Regions from separate parts of the Gasterosteus aculeatus genome. Here region 1 is linked to region 2. The links are chromatin contacts, called in public Hi-C maps. All regions are on one chromosome and are shown on one strand. The core of a region is the stretch at or near the end of the contact, and the rest is flanking DNA. Distances in the headings are between cores, read along the strand shown.

Region 1 (2,700 bases), core at 169-2,668, 130 kb after region 2:
GTGTGTGTGTGTGTGTGTTTACCGGCGTTCTGCTCGGTGGGACTGCACGTTCGAGGCGCCTCGGAGGGGAACCCGGGCTGCAGCAGGTCTCCAATAAGTACGCAGTGCCACCATGTGTCGGGTGGAGGAGCTGCAGAGAGAGAAGAACAGAGGAACCAGCATGTTTTGGATCTGCGGTTTGTTTGCGTGTTTCGTTGCCGCGCGTCTTCTTGGATGAAGGGAACGTGAGATGTTGCACTTGGCAGACAAAACACATTTCTAATCCCCTCCCAACCCCCTTGATGTGAAGGAGACCTCGGGGGATGCGGGCTGAGATCTTCTGCTCAGATGCAAGACGGTGCTCAGACGGACGACGTGCAAACCGAAATGCGTATTTAATAAAAACCAAACTACACGAATCAAGGAGACATTACAGATGTTTGGATTTGGAACTATGGAGGTTGAGGGTGCAGCCCACGGTCCACGGTCTTAAGGTTTTTCTCTCACCTTTGTGTGTCTGTGTGTGTGTGTTGGCGGGTGCGAGCTGCCTCCTGGCGCCGTGGGGATGAAGGCTTCACGCTTGGGCTGAGATTACCTGTGCGGGCGACCTGTGCGGCTCGTTTATGAATCAACTTTTTTGTTCCGATTTTCCCCTCCACTTGTGTCTTTTTAGGACAGGTCTCTACATCCGTGTGTGGGGGGGGGGGGGAGTGTGTGTGTGTGTGTGTGTGTGTGTGTGTGTGTGAGTGGGATGGCGGGCGTCGGCCAGCCACCCCTCGCCTTGAACCCCTCACCTGGACGTGACCCGCTGGGTGTTTATAGCCCTGCTGGGTTTATCTCCATGGCGATGAAGCCTGGTGTGGAATGAAAACAGCTCGTGTGTGGGTGGAGGGGGTCGGGAGGCGTGTGGGTGGGGGTGGGGGGGGGGGGGGGACCAGACGGGAGGCCGCATCCACAACCGGCAGACTGCTGCCTTTGGAGGCCCCTCCCCTCCGCCCACTGGCACCGGCGTGTCTGGTCCGGCATGCAGCTGCAGGTGGAACAGGTGAGCCGGTCCAACAGAAGGTGAGCGCTCGGATCTTTGGTTGTGCGGCGTGAGGACGCCGATCCTCCGTGTGTTACACTCCATGCGTGATAATCCCGTGTGCGGTGTGGAGCACAGGGCGACACAAGAACTGCACACGGTGCACGATCCATTTCCTCCTCCATCAGCTAACTTTGTTTTTTAAAGCACAAATGAAAAGCGAAAGCGTCTCCGACTCGAAACACTTCAATCAATCAACGACAGATGATTTTCTTAAACGTTTCCTCTTCTGCATATTTTCTTCACCTGCCTCACCTGCGATAGCCACACCCTGACAACACACACACACACACCTCAGGACGTGGAGGGTGTGTTTACACGGGAGCACCGCCGAGCTGGAACACTCGACTATCCCCAGCATGTGTTACATTCAAGTGTTGGGCCATTGTGCGCTGGAGAGCGCCTGTTGTCGGAGTGACTAATGTAAGAGTGACACGAGCCAAGTGGGCTTAACTTGAAGTAGAACAAGTTCGCCCCGACGCTCGCACACATTTGGCAGCCGCCGCGCGGAATTCACTGCGTGGAAGAATCAAGAAAAAACGAAGGAGGAAAGGAAGATTGAATTGGGAGCGACATCACCATCATCATTTGCTCCGGTCGCAGCATCATCGTCATCGTCATCATCAGTATCATCGTCATCCGCTGGCACGATTCCGCCTGCCCCGAACCACTGGTTCAATTACCCATCATGCCCTTGACCTCGGAGGTCAGCTTGCTTCGGAGGATGAAGCCTTAGATGTCCCAGGGAGAGAAATAGAAAGTAAAAGATGTGGGGTGGGCTAAGGGGCACGGGGGAGGAGGGCTGGAGGGTTCGAAGGGTCGAGGTGTACGGATGGATTGTGGGGAACGGGTGAGGGAGGGAGATGTGAGAGAAAGAGCGAGAGAGAGAGAGAGAGAGGCCTCAGCCCTGCTCTCTCTTATCTCTCCAGCTTGGTGGAGTTTTAAATTATTCATTCCCTGCCGCTGCCGCCGACTTACACATCTCCATCACACGGCTGCCCGCATCCGCCCGGGGAACAGGCGGTCGCCACGGCAACCTTATCGCAGATCGCAGATTTCGGCTCCAGAAATGAAATAAAAGAGGAAATTGGCTGTATTAGCATAAGAGGAGTCGGCCCCGGAGTTGAATACACACATCACCCCTCCCTCCCGCGCTCCCCTGCTGCCCAGAGCTCACAGCGGCACCCCGCCTCCTCTCCTTATCAGCGCTGTCTGATCGCTGCTCTCCCTTTCTATATATATATATTTTTCTAATTCCACACCCCCTCATCCGCCGCCGCCGACTCGCCCTCCAACCACACACGCCCCATCCCTCTCCTTCCTGCGCCGCGGCCCCTTTGTTCCTCCGTGTGCCGGGAGAAGAATGGGGCGGGCGGGCGGGCGGGAGGGAAAAAATAGATGTGGTCGCCGTGACCTCTAACCTTTTCACAGGGGAGTAAACAATAAGCAATAACCTGGGAGACGCGGCCGCGGCTGCTGACTGACAGCACACTTTATTTCCTGTCCAATAGGACCCCCCCCCCCCCCCCCGTCATCATTTTATTATGGGTGTTTTTCTTTCTTCGTTTCCTCTTTCTGTCCGTCCCTCATTCTCCGTCCTGTCCCCTGGGATCTACCGTCTCAATTTCTTTATTTTT
Region 2 (2,783 bases), core at 155-2,654:
ATTCTGTGTGGACGGGTAACGGAGACGGTAAACCCGAAAGCATTTGCAGTTAATTAAGGATCGACTCTTCGGAACCCCCCCCCCCCCCCTCCGCTTACCCCTCCAAACCCCCAAAAGCACGTCATTTCTTATCCGCTCCCTTTCAAAATCCCAGAGTGATTTTTTCTCCTTTATTAAATTCTATCAGAACAGGACAACAAATTGATTCTCCTTATTCACCCCTTATAATTAATCTTTTTATTTCACCTATAATATGCTTTAATTATCTGTGGCATGAATTCGGTTTACACGTTTGTAGCAATTGTATCAAAGCAATCAGTACGCGCATTTATCACTTATTAACTTCACCTTTACATTAAAATGGAAGAGCCAATAATTACCCCGAAATAAGCACTTGATTTACGTCAAGAGGCAGATTAATAAATCGCTGCTATCTGGATGTGTTATTTCCTAATTCTATTTAGATGTTGAAATACTAATTCCGTAAATGAAAAGCTCCACTGCGTGTAAATACTGAATTATTCATCGGTTTATTAAAAAAAAAAAAACACATACAGATGCATTCGTTGCAAGTTTATGAAACGACGTTTGTTCGCATATTATCGCTAATTTATTACCTTAATTGAATTCCTCCCCCCCCCCCCAAAAAAGATAGATTTGAGAGTGATCAGTTTACGCTGAGAGACACAAAGCCTGCAGCATCCTCCCCTCTCCTCCCTCAGTGCGTTTCACAGGGAGCGGGATCGGATTTGCTTGGTGCTCCTTTCAATGAACCGTGGTCTAGCAGGCCTCTGTCGCTGCGGGTTTGAGTGCACGTGCACGTAGAAAAAAAAAATAAAAATAAATAAAGCTGTGCCGTTTTAAAAAGAAAACCGACTCGTTCGCGCACACGTCGGGCTCTAATTGCTGTGGCGTTTGGCGCGGATCTCGTGTTGTCGATCAGACAGCAGCCGCGTGGCTTCATCTGCGGAGCACAAAAGGAGGCGCAACATCCTGCGTGTCACGGAGGGACTGAAATACCCGCAAAAGGCACACAAAGTGCGCACGCTCCGTTCTTATTAGTTGGCTTTATAGATAATACACCTACGCGTGCACGCTGGCTCGGGCGCCGGTGTAGCCTCAGTTTGCACGATTAAAACATGATTTCTTCTCCCACGCGACCATGCATATACGTATTTTCTGCCCAATACACGTGTGTATGTACATGCTGCTCCATGACACCTGATAACGATGAGGCATTTACATCCGGCTGGTGTCAATGGGCGACACCTGGTCAGGTCTCTTTACATTGATTTTTAGAAATAGTATAACAAAAACAAAAGGAAATACAGCATAAATAATAGCAGCCATATACGTGTGAGCATTCCATGTTAGAATATAAGCAGTAAACACGTGTGCCTGTCAAAGAGGTCAAATTGTGACGTTGTGATTGGTTTCCACTGCCTTTAATTGGGCGTCTCAGCCTCTAACCTGTGACGCCTCCAGACCCGGAAGAGGACGCGCGCGCGGCAGAGAGGGCCGCCTCTTGGTTGGCCCATAACGCGCGTGCAGCCTGCCCGCTGCAGCCTATTGTGCGCGCGTGTCTCTTCCTCGCGACGCGTTATGCGCGATGATGATGTGACTCCCGGACCGAGGACGCGCGCACTGACACCACCGCCACCGCCGACGTGAGAGCGCGTGCGTTTGTTCTCTCTGAATGCCATCGGCGTTTCCATCCTGCACGTCGCTCTTTCTTCACGTCTGCACGCAGGAGGGGACAAAAAAAAAAAAAAGAAAACGCGAGCGTCCGCTCGTCCGCCGCAGGTCAGTGAATATTTAGATCCGCTCTGCATCGCGTCCGATGGGCTCCTTTCCTCGTTTCCTCCTCTCCTTTCCTCTGTTCCTCTTCCCCTTCGCTCCTCTGCGGACGACGGGAAACTTTTGTGACCGGGAGGATAAAAAAAAAAGTAAAACGGAAAATAAACGAATTCTGCCGGCTGAAAAAATATATATTAAAAAAAAAATAAAAAGGGGAGAGGGGGGGGGGGGGGGGGGGGGTATGGTGTGGCTACAATATCTAAAGAGGGGGGGGGGGGGGGGTCTGCAGTGTTGATGACACTGGCCAGAATATCCACAACGTCCGCCATTGTTGCCGCTGACCTGAACGAGCTTCTTCTTCCTTCCAAAACCATCGGGCCGTTTCCACTTCAAACGAGATGCGTAAAACGGCCGCCCCCCCCCCCCCCCTGACCCCCACCACCTATACAGCTAACTCACCTCAGAACCAGATGAGGGCTTTTAACGACCTAATGCAGCGCTCGGGTTGGCGGTGTGCACGTAGAATCCCTCACGAGCCGTGAAATTGATCTGATTGCCTCGCCGGCGGGTCACAAAGAGGTTTCGGGTTTTCCGGGGCTGCGTTCCGTTCCTGTTTATTATTACTTCCCTCCACGTCGCCTTTGGTCGATCCGTCCTGATACGGCAGAGAGGATGTAGAGGAGGCGGATATTTGCTGTGACTTGCTCGATTTTGTGCTGTGATGGAAATATTTATAAATTATTATTAATAAGTCCAGAGGGGCAGCGGGCACGTTGCGCTGTTTTAATATGAAGAGGCTGAATTCTGCGCTTTGATTTAATTTACATGGCATAAATAACCCCTGGTGTTTGCGGCAGAATGACCGAACAGCTGCATGTATGAATGACTTTGTTTCTGTGGCGGATCCGGAGGCTCAGAGGTGAAAAGGCCCCGTGCGCTAAACGGCAGATTACATCAGTGCGACACAGACGTCGATAAGCATCGCG

The links. Hi-C and Micro-C count contacts between places; a contact is called where the count stands out from the background.
Region 1: a Hi-C map of tail fin shows a contact between it and region 2, with 2.8 times the contacts expected there. The contact joins the enhancer-like site here to the promoter of gata3 in region 2. A contact is called at or near these places in 4 of 6 Hi-C or Micro-C datasets (skeletal muscle, tail fin and whole body).

The regions. Positions count from the first base shown.
Region 1 is chr4:34,470,188-34,472,887 of fGasAcu3.hap1.1, forward strand. No RefSeq gene overlaps it. Among protein-coding and RNA genes, the nearest start is that of gata3, 130 kb to the left of the region's middle. Within about 2 kb of position 1,419, at least 4 of the 9 cell types and tissues checked have open chromatin away from gene starts, as enhancers often do.
Region 2 is chr4:34,340,432-34,343,214 of fGasAcu3.hap1.1, forward strand. gata3 (GATA binding protein 3) reads left to right here and starts at 1,405. Exons shown (of 6, transcript XM_078100545.1): 1 at 1,405-1,803.